Regions from separate parts of the Mus musculus genome. Here all the other regions are linked to region 1. A link is a contact called in public HiChIP or PLAC-seq and promoter capture Hi-C data. All regions are on one chromosome and are shown on one strand. Each heading gives the region's core, a stretch centred on a gene start, on an enhancer-like site or on the middle of the called end of the contact. The rest is flanking DNA. Distances are from core to core; before and after follow the strand shown.

What was found. Promoter capture Hi-C pulls out the DNA fragments that hold promoters and counts their contacts. HiChIP or PLAC-seq counts read pairs in DNA pulled down with a chosen protein or histone mark.
Region 2: an HNF4G HiChIP or PLAC-seq map of pancreatic cancer cells shows a contact between it and region 1. The contact joins the enhancer-like site here to the promoter of 8430430B14Rik in region 1. A contact is called at or near these places in 2 of 484 Hi-C or Micro-C datasets (CD8 T cells and bone marrow-derived macrophages), 8 of 115 datasets of contacts at active chromatin or transcription factors (the HPC-7 cell line, acute myeloid leukemia, double positive thymocytes and 4 more) and 2 of 9 other capture datasets (adipose tissue and liver).
Region 3: a contact with region 1 is called in an H3K27ac HiChIP or PLAC-seq map of epiblast stem cells. The contact joins the enhancer-like site here to the promoter of 8430430B14Rik in region 1. A contact is called at or near these places in 1 of 15 datasets of contacts at CTCF or cohesin (the NIH/3T3 cell line), 4 of 484 Hi-C or Micro-C datasets (CD4 T cells, the HPC-7 cell line, bone marrow-derived macrophages and 1 more), 11 of 115 datasets of contacts at active chromatin or transcription factors (the HPC-7 cell line, the SCID.adh cell line, double positive thymocytes and 8 more) and 1 of 9 other capture datasets (embryonic stem cells).
Region 4: a promoter capture Hi-C map of pre-B cells shows a contact between it and region 1, with 2.9 times the contacts expected there. The contact joins the promoter of Haao here to the promoter of 8430430B14Rik in region 1. A contact is called at or near these places in 1 of 39 promoter capture datasets (pre-B cells), 1 of 115 datasets of contacts at active chromatin or transcription factors (effector CD8 T cells) and 1 of 9 other capture datasets (liver).
Region 5: an H3K27ac HiChIP or PLAC-seq map of embryonic stem cells shows a contact between it and region 1, with 7 read pairs. The contact joins the enhancer-like site here to the promoter of 8430430B14Rik in region 1. A contact is called at or near these places in 2 of 15 datasets of contacts at CTCF or cohesin (CD8 T cells and the NIH/3T3 cell line), 2 of 484 Hi-C or Micro-C datasets (embryonic stem cells and urothelial organoids), 17 of 115 datasets of contacts at active chromatin or transcription factors (the HPC-7 cell line, the SCID.adh cell line, bone marrow-derived macrophages and 6 more) and 1 of 9 other capture datasets (embryonic stem cells).

What each region holds. Positions count from the first base shown.
Region 1 is chr17:83,997,296-83,999,805 of GRCm38.p6, forward strand. 8430430B14Rik (RIKEN cDNA 8430430B14 gene) reads left to right here and starts at 1,257. Exons shown (of 2, transcript NR_130994.1): 1 at 1,257-1,410.
Region 2 is chr17:84,236,069-84,238,578 of GRCm38.p6, forward strand. The region is part of intron 31 of Thada (thyroid adenoma associated); the gene reads right to left. Among named protein-coding and RNA genes, the nearest start is that of Gm36279, 45 kb to the left of the region's middle. Within about 2 kb of position 1,258, at least 42 of the 459 cell types and tissues checked have an H3K27ac peak or open chromatin away from gene starts, as enhancers often do. A contact at or near this core is called in acute myeloid leukemia, adipose tissue, liver and 1 more, where this site is marked.
Region 3 is chr17:84,147,771-84,150,280 of GRCm38.p6, forward strand. The region is part of intron 1 of Gm19696 (predicted gene, 19696); the gene reads right to left. Among named protein-coding and RNA genes, the nearest start is that of Gm19696, 7.4 kb to the right of the region's middle. Within about 2 kb of position 1,256, at least 216 of the 459 cell types and tissues checked have an H3K27ac peak or open chromatin away from gene starts, as enhancers often do. A contact at or near this core is called in the HPC-7 cell line, the NIH/3T3 cell line, bone marrow-derived macrophages and 6 more, where this site is marked.
Region 4 is chr17:83,845,532-83,848,041 of GRCm38.p6, forward strand. Haao (3-hydroxyanthranilate 3,4-dioxygenase) reads right to left here and starts at 1,259. Exons shown (of 10, transcript NM_025325.2): 1 at 1,106-1,259. The coding sequence starts at 1,185.
Region 5 is chr17:83,864,341-83,866,850 of GRCm38.p6, forward strand. Gm35125 (a long non-coding RNA gene) reads right to left here. Exons shown (of 3, transcript XR_877036.3): 3 at 198-1,514. Among named protein-coding and RNA genes, the nearest start is that of n-TIaat17, 3.7 kb to the left of the region's middle. Within about 2 kb of position 1,256, at least 14 of the 459 cell types and tissues checked have an H3K27ac peak or open chromatin away from gene starts, as enhancers often do. A contact at or near this core is called in the NIH/3T3 cell line, embryonic stem cells and pancreatic cancer cells, where this site is marked.

The sequences.
Region 1 (2,510 bases), core at 7-2,506:
AGAGTGTGGAGTAAGCCCCACCAAGTAGAGTTCCACACCATGAAAGAGTGTTGCAAATGAAGTTGGACAGGTCAGAAGAGATGTGTGAGCCAGGCAAGGGGCGTTAGAAATCAGTAAGGTCGCGCAGGAATTTAGTGAGGCATGAAGGAATCAGTCTTGTGAGATAGTAGGGTATCAGGGAAGGTGGTCCTGGAGGGGAACCTGGGTCCCCAGCTATTGCCTAGAGCAGAAACATGCCAAGAGGCCTTTAGGAGGAGGCACAAAGGTGTCAGCCCAACTCCTCAGCGGAAGATGTAGCGGAGCCCACCCTGCCCATCTCAGAGCGGCCCGGCTCCAGCGGCAGGCTGAGCCCTGCTTGCTTCTGGGAAAGAATTCTGGCCCTGAAGCCCCCGTCCCAATATTAGCTCTTACAAGAAGCCTTGAAGGAGGTTGAGGACACTGGGCTGTGGACACTGGAGGTCCAGTTGAAGACAAGAGACTCCCTTAGGGTGGCCGGAATGAGTGGAGCCGTAGAAGGCAAAGAGGAGGGAGGCGCCTCATGGTTTGCAGTTAAGCCTGCTGAGAGTCTTCTAGGCTCAGTCCATGCACTACAGTCCCAAACTGAGCATCTGTTCCCTGAGGAGCCTCCACGCCAAGTTCTCCAGTCCAATCTGCAAGGGGCACATTAGCCTCCCCAACAGCAGGTGGCGCCCTCCTGTTGAGATTAGATTTAGGAGCTGAGTTTTCTGCCCAGAAAACCTGTTGGGCAAGGGAGAGAGGAGCTGGCCTCCGGGGAGCTGGCCCCTGGGCGCTCACCTTATCCACCCACTGTAGCCCACTTACTAGTCTCGCCCTCGCTCTCCCTGCCTTTCACTTGGGTCTCGGTGCCCTTGTTCTTCATCGCTAAGGTCCTCAGGGCAAGTCTGGACTTAATGAACTTCACAAGCTAAGGCAACTCCAGGACCAGGATAGTGGGGGATGCAGTTGGCAGTGGAATGCCCCCACGGGGTCTTCTGAGCTCCCCTCACCTCCCAATGGCATTCCCCCTCAGGCCCTCAGAAGGTACTCCTTATGCCTAGCTGGGGTGTTTGCCTACGGCGAGGTGGCTCTGTCAATGAAGGACATCATAGACACCAGCATCTCTGTGCAGGGTGAACTGTGCCCACTGGTATGCCCATTGTCTCCTAATCTCCAGTCTTTAGTCCTAGAGGAAAAGCGAGGGGTGTGGAGGAGTCCCACGGGCCCCTCCAGCTCTCCTGGCACTCTGTTCACTCCCTACTTGTTCTGTCCTTGGAACTGAAGTCCCCCGACTTGCCAGGCAGAGCTGGCCTAGGCCATGCACCTGTGGTGCGCTGAAGGCTGGGCAGCAAGACATGGAAGCAGAGGGTGCCCAGTGCAGGAAGACCCTGGAAAGAGATGAGCACCATTAAGGTAAGATGTAGCAGACGGGACCCAGGCAGGAGGAGACCAGGATGACAAGGTAGGAAACTGACAGAGGTTCCTGAAGGAGGAAGAAGAGGAGGAAGGGAGGGAGGAAGAATTTTTAAGAACATTTCGAGGTGAGGCGGAAAACATAGAAGTTTGTGGGGCTAAGTGGTGGTGGGGCAGCCAGGGGGATTCTATGGCCCAGCACAAAGAAGACAACCGGTTTTGTAAGGAAGGGAGGAAGTGTTGGAACGTTAGAAGGGAGTGGCCGAGAGCTGTTATTGGAGGCAGGCACCTGTCTCTCCTCAACCCTGTGACAGACAGGTACGGAAACACCCTGAGCACCGCAGACCCTCATGCTACCAGCCTCACCCCGTGCAGCTCATAAAAGTGAAGCCGGAGCTCAAGAGCTTAACCCATCTCCCACCCACGTTCCCCCACCTCCAGAGCACCCTCCACCCTGGCGAGATAGCAGCCACCCACCCCACCTCTCTGCTGGAGTTGACAGGGTAATCAGTAACTGTTCACCAAGATGGTGTCTCAGCCAGACAGGGGGGCCTTTGTCTGATCCCAGCCCTGCTGGGAGCCCTCGCCTGGTCCTGAGTTTGCTCAGTATTAATCATTGACCAGCACCCAGGGTTACAGCCCCTCTGGAAGCTCTCAGGACTGGGGCCTTGGGTGTCCCACAGCTTCAGGCAAGGCGAGGCTGGAGTAGGGAAGGGACAAAGAGAAGGAGAGGGGAGGGCGCAGGCCCTGGGTGGGGCTCAAGGATATTCTACTACTACCTGTGCTTGCCCAGCCCGGCTTTCAGGAGAGGTCCCTTTCAGAAGGGACTGAAAATTCCCCCACTGGGCGCCTCGTCCTCTGGAGGAGTCAAAGAGGCAAATGCAATGTATGGATGAATGTTGCCCTCGAGGTGATGTGGAGCTCTCTGGAGACCCACATAGGTGTAGACCCCTCCTCTCGCCCCTAATGGAGACCAAGGAGTTAACTCACTATGTGCCAGAGGGACGAGGATGATGGTGAAGCTTGGCCAGGAGCAAGGAGGAAGGCATAAAGAGATACACATACCAAGAGCAGAGGTAGAGAGGGACACCTTCTATAGG
Region 2 (2,510 bases), core at 8-2,507, 240 kb after region 1:
GCATAGACATTTCCAGTCTTCCCTGTTGGGAAGTGTTCACATGTCCCAGTATGGTCAGCGCAGTCACTCAGGACTGTGTTACTGAGTCTCACACTCGATGTGTGCTCATCTTCAGATATGGCTTTTGTTTGTTCTTCTAAGCAAAGCGTATTTCTGGTCTTTAAGATAATGACTTAATGGCTGGATTCATACGGAAGGAACTACCTCCTGCTGTACTATGACCTTTCTCATTGGAGAAACATATTATTGGGTTTGGTGGCTCATGCCTGTAATCCTAGCACTTTGAAGGCAGAGGCAGAAGGATCCCTGAGAGTTCAAGGCTAGCACAATGAGACTTAATCTCAAAAATATAAAATCAAGTCCTAAGTAATAGAGCAGTCAGTTTTAAGTTACCAATTTAAGAAAGGTGTTTTTATTTTAAGTGATGTGCATATGTGTATCTGTCTGTGTCCAAGGAGGCTAAAAGTGGGCACCAGGTCCACAGAGCTGGAGTTAAAGACACAGTGCACTGCCAGAGGAGGGTGCGAGGAACCACACTCAGGTCTTCTGTAAGAGCAGCATGTGTGGAGCGGCTATGAGCAAATCCCAAGGAGACTTACTATATTCCTTTGAGGCTCCCTGCCACTGAACTTCAGAGGCTCTTATTCCACTTGACCCTGTGTGCTGCTCCCTCACCTCAAACTGAATCTGTCTTCTGCAAAGCTCTGAATTCTCTCATGCGGCTAGGCCAATACAAGTTTGCAGATTGGCTGGGGATATGGCTTGGTTGTTAGGGTGTTTGCCTGCCATGTGTAAGTTCCTGAGTTGGATTCCCAGTCCACATACTCTAGGTCCTGTACTCCTGTCATCCCAGCACTGAAGCGGTGGAGGTAGGAGGATCAAGTGCTCGTGTCACTTGGCTACAGAGTGGGTACACGGCATCCTGGGATACACAGGACCCTCTCCTGCCAAGTGAGCAGATACAGTAGTCCTAAACTTTCACCCAGCATTCCTTAAAGGAGGGGCTAAGAAAGTCTCGATGTGCAGTGGGGTGTCCCACCTTCTCCCAGGTCAGTGAGAGCTACAACCGAGCCAAGTGAAGTTCTTATCTGAACTGGGTCTAAAAATAATCAGCTGATAATTTGTACTCTGCAAATGTTAATGTCTTGTTATGTAATTTCTCAGTAAAAAAAATACTTGTACAGAAAAGGAAACCATAGGAACTACAACAACAAAATCAGCTGATTTATTAATTTTTGGCTTTTCCTTATCAAAGGGAAATTCCATTCTTCTGTTTAATCCAACGCCTCTCCCAGTAAAGCTGTGATCCTGACCCCAGAGGCCCTTCCAGTTACAAACATGGAGAAGCTGGGAGAGGCCCTGGAAACAGGTCTTCTCTGAGCTGGTCTTGGCCTGCTCTTTCTTGTCAGATTTGTTCCTGGTTCTCTGACACCCTTCAAAGAGGTGTCCATCACTTTCCCCTGTGTGCTGGACAGTTTTATGTCAACTTGACACAAGCTAAAGTCATCTGAGAGAAGGGAACCTCAGTTAAGGAAAACCTCAGTTAAGGAAATCTGACTGTAGGCAAGCCTGTAGGGCATTCTCTTAATTAGTAATTGATAGGGGAGAGCCCAACCTATTGTGGGTGGTGCCATCCCTAGGCTGGTAGTCCTGGGTTCTATAAGAAAGGAGGCTGAGCAAGCCATGGAGAGCAAGCCAGTAAGCAGTATCCCTCCGTGGCCTCTGCATCAGCTCCTGCCTCTGTTCCTGCCCTGTCTTAAGTTTCTCTCAACTGTCTTCAATGATGGACTATTATGTAGAAGAGTGAGCCGGATAAACCCTTTCCTCCCAAGCTGCTTTTGCTTACAGTGTTCCATCGCAGCAGTAGTTACTCTAACCAGGAAACTCTGGTTGTCAGAACGTTATGAGAATCATGCATCTCTCCCTCATCCTCCCAAATATCAGTTTTAGGCTGGCATGGAACTCACTATGTAGCTGAGGATGGCCCTGAACTTCAGCCCCTCTTGCTTGCATTTCAAGTGCTCGCATTACAGGCCTATGCACCAGGCTAGCTCAGGGGCAGGTGTGTTTAAGCAAAGAATCCTTAATGTGCTGGTGGGGACGGACTGAGGATGTCTTTTAAGTATACTATTTGAAGAACACCTTCTTAAGCCATAAGCTGTGAGCTCAGCCCTTCTAACTTGTGAATCAGAAGATTACAGAAGGGAAGGGATGAGTGCATGGGGGGGGGACTACAATTTCTAACTACTTCCCTCCAGTTCCATCCCAGCAGCCTTTACCCAACACAGGGAGCCAATCAGGAAACACTGCAGATAAACACAGGACGAACTAAAGACACAAACATGCAGTTATTTCCCAACATAGTCTGCTTCTGCTTCTTCAAAGAACTGCACCACAGTGCAAGATTTGGAGGGGATTTGCACCACCATAAACCCTAGCACCTGCCACCCTTTGATTGACCTATTTCCCACAAAGGATTTTAGGCCTCTCTGATGTTTCCAGGCAACAGG
Region 3 (2,510 bases), core at 6-2,505, 150 kb after region 1:
GCCTTGGCCTCCCAGAGAGCCCAAGCCTAGCTAAGACCCAGCTCTGTCTAGAAAACCTCCTGACCCTCAGGCCCCCCGGGGACCTCTCTGTACAAAGTGCAGATAAGGCTCTGTCAGGTTGGGGCTCTATTGTTATCTGTTCTCACAGCTGGCTCTCCGGGTCCTGGGCCTCCCCAACGGCCCCATCTCCGAGTCTGACTCAGTGGCACCCCAGGAAGCTCTGCATGAACGAATCAATGTGCTCTGTAACTTAGTCAATTCCCTCTGCCCTGCTGTAGCTGAAAGAACATTCTCTCCTGGGTAACTGGGAAGAAGTGGCTGGCCTATGGGAGGTGCAGGGCAGGGCACCACTGGGGTGGCTTGTGGCACCTGCTATTGTCTAAAAGATTCGCCTGGAGTATCCACATTGAGGCATTTGTGCTATGTCTTCACGTGGCTCTGATGGAGACCCTGGGACTACATGAAAAAGCATGGGGGCTTGACAACAGAATTAATCATTATTAATTATTATTTAGTATATAAACTATATTATTTATATTATTATTGTGGTTGTGGTTGTTTGAGACATGGGTTTGAAAACCAGCCTGGCCTCAAACTTACACCTGCCTCTGCCTTGCCAAATACTAGAATTAAAAGAGCACCCCCATCCACCCAGCTTGGAAATCTTTTTAAGAAGTCTTGGGGGATGGGTGTCTGGCTTGCATGAGATCCTACATTCCATCCCCAGCACCAAGTAATAAGTAAACAAATACACGAATTAAATAAATATAAACAGGAAGTCAGCTTCCCATTAGGGGCCGGGGCCAGTGACCCTCCTGCAGGACCTGTCCTTCTCTAAGTGGTCTACAGCTGTCACCCACAGCCCTACTCAAGTCCCACCTCAACTAAAGGGGCTCAAGGCATCACCCAGCAGGGCCTGGGACTGGGGCCCGGGATGAATCCTGGCTAGCCACCCACCTCCAACTGCGGTGTTGGCACTCACCAGCCACAGGGTTTCAGGTTTCAGTGTTTTCCTCTCTAGGGCACTTTCTATTTTTCAATACTTTTCCTATCACAGCCAAATAACAGAAAAAGGAAATTGGTTGAACCTCCTGAAGACCAAGGGTTGTGGGGTGGGCAGTGGGGGCAGAGCAGGACAAGCGAGGCGATAGGCCAAGCTAGCTTGGGAAAAGCTGGAGGCCAGGGTTGCTGGGTACCACTCCCCCTCCCTGCTCAAGCTGACTCACACCCCCTTCTCCTTCCAGGGCTGACTCATTGTTTCCCTCAAACAGCAGGCCTGCCAGGCCCCGTTCCTTCTTAATGAACAGCTCCAGAGCCTGCTGGATGACATCCTGGCCTGCCAGGCCCAGAAGCAACTGAGTTCTCTCTGCCTGCACCCACTTCTGGAGGGCAGTCGCTTGTTCCCTCAAGGGGCCAAGCCCTGCACAAGCTTGAGAAGAGAGGGGAGCGGGCAAGGTAGCGTCCTGGGAACAGTCATCATCTAACCAGGCTCAGGCTTCTCAAAGATTGGGGGTGGGGTGGGGCATGGTGACCAAGCAAGACCTAGGCTCCCCATCTGTAAAATGTTGGGATAATCACCCTACATCTTAGAGGTGTTTAGTGAACCAATGACTTCACCTTTATCCCTTTGCATGTGCAGGGTGCATGTGAGCATGTGTGTTCAGATTAAGCCTTGTGTTCTGCACCCGGGGCTACATCCTTTTATACTGAGGTCTCCTGTAGCCCATGGCCTTGACTTCCTAATCCTCCTGGTTCCACCTCCCAGGGTGCTGGGATTACAGAATTACATCACCACCCCCAGTTTTAATCCTACTTATTTTTTTTTTTTTAAAAAGCTATATGTAAGTATGTTACCGTTGGAGGAAGAAAAGAACGGTCTGTGGGGAGCTAGTGTTAAGTAAAACACACCCAGAACCCCAGGCCAGGATCAGAGGGGATATTCGGCTGTGGGGGTGGGGTGAGGGTGAGGGGCTCCCCCAGGTCTCAGCAGGCCCAGCTCCTTCCCTCAGCACCCCTCAGTGAGAGCATTGACGGTTCCCAGCAGGATCTACCCCAGCCCCTAAACCCCTTTTCTCATGGAAGCTGTGCTGGGCAGTCCTCTGGGGAGCTAGGCGCCAGCTCCAGCTGATAACCTGCCCACCTGGGCCACTGCTGAAGAGACCCAACCCAAAGGTTTCCATCCAGGGCTTTTTGAAATTTCAAAAATGATGGGCCCATGGAGATGGCCCCGTGGTGGGGGAGGGGAGCCCAGTTGCGGCCCCCACTCCACCCTAACAGCGAGTCTAGGCTCACTGTGTGCTCATCTGAATCGGTGATCAAAATTGCTGGAGATTCACCTCAGCAGAGGTGTGCAGGCCTGGCATGGCTAAGGCCCCCCACCCCCACCCCCACCCCCACCCCCGTGGTCCAATCCCTAGGATCACCAGAAAAGCAAAGGAAAAAAAATGAGTGGGATTCCTATGTGATTTCTCCGGCTGGAGTTGTCAATCTGAATTGGGCTGGATGGTTCT
Region 4 (2,510 bases), core at 9-2,508, 150 kb before region 1:
TGAAAATGAGAGACAGCAGACAGGGAAGACGTGGAGAAGAGAGACAAAAATGGTAAAGCTCCAAACAGGAAAGCAGCAGTGGCAGAAGAGAGGAGGCTCGGGGGGGGGGGGGGGCTGTCCTGGTTAGCTACGGGGGTATTGCGCAGTGACCAAGAGCATGCGTGGACTTTGTAGTCAAACTCTTCCTGGGCTTGCTCATGGACTCTGTCCCCCTCTAGTTCTGTGACATTGGGAAAGTTACTTATTAAATCCCAACTCATGGGGGGCTATGTGAGAAGTCAAGGAGACGATGTGATATACTTGGCTAGTCTTCCCATTGGGGTGGAAATGTCTGGAGCCATTTGGGTTGGGACACTGCCCACTGGAAATAACTTATAGCCACACAGACACGGGGAGTTCGGGTCTGTGGAGGTGGTGCAAGAAGCTCTGCTGTGGAACTGAGGGAGGGGAGGGGGAGGGGAAGGAGGCAGTCTGTGCTGTAGTTAGAGGAGACTTGGGTGGGTCTGGTGTTTGTGTCCTGGCCTTGAGCCCTGAATTAAGAATCCCCAGGACTAGGGATGCAGCTCCGTTTGGAAAAGTGGGAGCCTAGCATTCACTGACTTCTTCCCTCAGCACCTCAGAAACAGGGTGTTGTGGCACTTGGGAAATAGAAGCAGGAAGATTGGGAATTCAAGCCCCCTCATCCAAAGAATTGTTCATCTGACTCCATAGCTTCGGGGTTTGCCAAGGGTTGAGGTGCTTGGTTCTAGGCCTCCAGGCCTTAAGTTCTAGTCCGGGGCATTGAACACCAGGTTCTCCCCAAGGTGCATGGGGGCAGTGGGTTGGAAAGGTGCTTTCAGCTGCGGAAGGAAGGAATGTCACACCCTGCCACCTCATCTCTCACAGCCTCAGAGACACACAAGCTGGTCTCAGAAGTCATGGCCACAAGTCTGTGGTCTCCAGAAAGAGGAACATACTGAGGTAGTGAAAGAAGAAACAGGTCGTTTTCACCCTCCCCAGAAGAGCACCAAGTGGATGGAACGCAAGGTTAGAGGGGGAGGGGACAGCTGAGGGAAGAGGAGTAAGAAAGAGGGTGGGTTGTAGTCACCGGGTGCTGGCGACTCACATAAGCTTGTTGCAAACCGGAGGCTGAAAGGAGGCCCGATTCTCTTCTACCCAAGACTTCACTCTCACACGGCGTTCCATGGCCGGCAGGCAGGACTCTTCTGCCCACAACGTGGTGGCCAGGTAATCGGGAGGTTGGAGTGATGCGATCTGCGACCTGCGATCTGCGCAGTCTCCTGTTGGCCACCTAGTTAATTAGGTTACCAGAGGTCAAAGAGCTGAGCAATCCCCTGCCACTCTGAGGGGGCAGCTCTAGAGTCTGAGACTACTTGCCCTGCCCCTGCACACACGCCGGAGCAGGGATCAAAGCCCAAGAACAGACCCGCCTCCTGGGACATGGCCAGCATCCTCCCAACACCTAGTTGCTCTGGACCGAAGCTGGACTCTGGTACCTACTGGGCCCATGTAAGATGCAGGACGCTGGGCTTTCAGCTTTTCGGGTTTCTTCTTCTGCCCTGCCTCTAAAGAAACATTGTGTTGGGAGAATAAAGGTTTGAAAATCGGAGACTTTGAGCACAAGGAGGACTGAAGGCAACAGGAGCACACAGAGGCCATCACAGGAGGCAATGAACAGGCTGCATCCAGTCTCCTCCGGAGCACGGAGGTCTGGCCCAGTCCTGCAGATGTGATTGGCTAGACCTGAGATACCCTGTCCTCACCTTGCTTTGCAGCTGAGGCCTGGTCCAGCTCGGCAGCCCTGGCGCCTAGTAGTAGTGGGCAGGAATGAGGTGTCCAGCACTGGTCTGAGTGAGCTCTTTACCCCTCCATGGGGAATTGAACCAGAGTCTTTAGTGTGCTAGGCAAACTCTGCCATGGAGCTTCAGAATGTCCCTGTCCCCTCACACGTCTTGTTTATATTTTATTATTTGGTTTTTGTTTTTGAGACAAGAAATCACTTTGTGACCCAGAATGTTGGGCAGGTTGCTATGTAGCTCAGGCTAGCCTCAAACTCTATCCTTCTACCTCAGTACTAGGATTACAGATGGATGTCACCATAAACCTACAATCCCCACCCTTGCATGTTTTAAGCCACCCACATGTGAAGACCTTTACAGGTGAAGATGGTCCTAGGTGTCTGTCTTATTTAGGGTTTTATTGCTGTGAAGAGACACCAAGACCTCTTATAAAGGACAAAGTTTAACTGGGGCTGGCTTACAGGTTCAGAGGTTCAGTCCATTATCATCATGGCGGGAAGCATGGCAGCATCCCAGGCAGGCATGGTGCTGGAGAAGGAGCTGAGAGGTCTACAGCTTGTTCTAAAAGAAGACAGGAGCAGTCTGTCTTCTAGGCAGTTAGGAGGAGGGCCTCAAAGTCCTCCCCAACCCCACTGACACACTTCCTCCAACAAGGCCACACCTCCTAATAGTGCCACTCCCCAGGCCAAGCACATTCAAACCCACCCCAGA
Region 5 (2,510 bases), core at 6-2,505, 130 kb before region 1:
GCACTGTTGTCTTAGTTAGGGTTTTACTGCTGTGAACAGACACCATGACCAAGGCAAGTCTTATAAAAAACAACATTTAATTGGGGCTGGCTTACAGGTTCAGAGGTTCAGTCCATTATCATCAAGGTGGGAGCATGGCAGTATCCAGGCAGGTATGGCACAGGCAAAGCTGAGAGTTCTATGTCTTCATCCAAAGGCTGCTAGTGGAAGACTGACTTTCAGGCAACTAGGGTGAGGCTATTAAGCCCACACCCACAGTGACACACCTATTCCAGCCAAGTCACACCTATTCGTACAAGGCCGCTCCCTGGCCCAAGAATATACAAACCATCACTACTGTGGATGGCTCAGAGGCAAACTAACTGTACAGTAGGGTCGTAGGCCCTTGTCCACTCTGCCACAGGGCAGAACTCAGAGAGTTTGACTGTGCTTACCCCATGCCAGGGCAGGTGCTGGGCTGTAGGGAGGCATCGCTCCAGGGTGGGAAAGCGCAGTCTGAGATGTGAGAAAGCTGGAGCTGGTTCAGGGGTCCCTGGGCCTGAGACAAGGCAGAGGTAGAGGGGTTCTCAGGCTCTTAGACATCCAGGCGCCCTGGGAGTTGCAGAAGAGAGGTGTCCAGCCCGTAGTGGAGGGTGGGTGAGGGAGGGGAGCTCCAACTTGTCCCATGGGGATGATTGTCCTTAGCCTGGCAGCAAGCTTGGTGGCAGTTGTGGCTGGGAGCCCAGAGAGGCCTTCTCCAGGAGACTAGGCTGTGGCTCTGTAGGCGAAGGCCTTCTTCATGGCACCCCACAACAGGCAGATCTTGATGAAAAGAGTCAGTCCATGGTTCTAAACAGTTTATTGTCATGGTGGAAAATGAGTGTGTAAACCGTACCCACTTCTCAGGGTGGGCCCGAGATTAAATGCCTTTTGCCAGAAGGGATGTCTGGGAAGGGAAAGCTCATTGGCTGAGCCCTCTGGGCCTCTAGGTACCTCATTAGAATGGAGAAGTCTGTTTGGGGCCTACATGACCGTAGGACATGTTTCTTTTATGTGAGAAGCATGGCACATGTTTCAAGTCAGGAGTCTAGCAGGGAGCTGGAGTCACCTGAATCTCAGACTCTAGACTTGCTTTATCTTCCCAAACTTTCTGGAGTGGTTTTACGTCCCACACCCACCTCAGCCTGACTGACAATGGGCTATTGCCCTGGGGCTCTCTGGGAAAGGGCAGGAAGTCAGTGAGTCCGGCCCCTCCCCTCAGCAATTGTGACTACGCTTGAGCAGTCGTACTCCTTGGGCTATGGACAGGGCCTTGGGAGGCTTATGCGTCCCAGAGGCTTCCCGAGACAGCTCAGTTTTGTTCATTTCTTGGGTCTTACATCCCTCCCGGAAGGGATGTTTCAATTCTGAGGAATATTTGCTCCACCACAAATATTCTTCTGAGATATGCATCTGCCCCTTCTGCTTACAGTTGGCATGGACAGTGGCTTCTCGAAGTACTTTCTGGTCAGATAGGGAGCAAAACTAGATGTAACCTAGAAATCCAAAGTAAAATATCTTTATCAAAGAAAAGAAGCAAAGGGCAATCAAAGCAAAGAAGAAGAGGAGGGGGGGGGAAGGGAAGTCGAAAGGGGAGGAGGAGGAAGAAGAAGAAGAGGAGGAGGAGAAGGAGGAAGAAGAAGAGGAAGAAGAGGAAGAGGAAGAAGAGGAAGGGGAAGAGGAGGAGGAGGAAGAAGAAACCCTTAACGGATTAGAATATATGTAGTCCGACTAATTTTACAGTGGTGATAGTAGGGATTCTTAGGGTTTTGTGAGCAATGAAATCAAGAGTGTGAAATGGTTCAGTAAGGTAAAGAATGCTTGGTACTCAAGTCTGGCAACCTGAGTCTGACCCTGAATTCAAGGCAGAAGGAGAAAACCCGGGCTCCCAAAAGTCATCTGAGCTCCATAGGAACACCGAGGCACATGCATGCCTCTCTCTCTCTCTCTCTCTCTCTCTCTCTCTCTCTCTCTCTCTCTCTCGCTCTCTCTCTCTCTCTCTCTCTCTCTCTCTCTCACACACACACACACACACACACACACCCCTATACATACATACATACATACATACATACATACATATTGAGTTTTGAGTGTGGTGGTCTGAATATACTTGGCCCATGGGAAGGGGCACTATTAGGAGGTGTGGCCTTGTTGGAGTAGGTGTGAGCTAGTTGGGGGAAGTTTGTCATTTTGAGGTCCTATGCTTAAGCTCCACCCAGGGCAGAAGAGACCCTCCTCCTGACTGCCCGCGAAGACAGTTTCCTGACGGCTGCCTTTGGATCAAGATGTAGAACACTCAGCTTTTTCTCCAGTATCATGTCTGCCTGGATGCTGACTGGAACACCAGGCTTTAGTTGGATAGGTGTTTCTTTGGGCCTTTGGAAAAGCCGCGCGTGGCGGCCACACGGTGGCACTGCGTCCCCGCCCCAGAAGTTTTTCCTTACAGTGGGGCTTAGGCCATTGATTGGGATTCCATCCTCAGCCTGCAG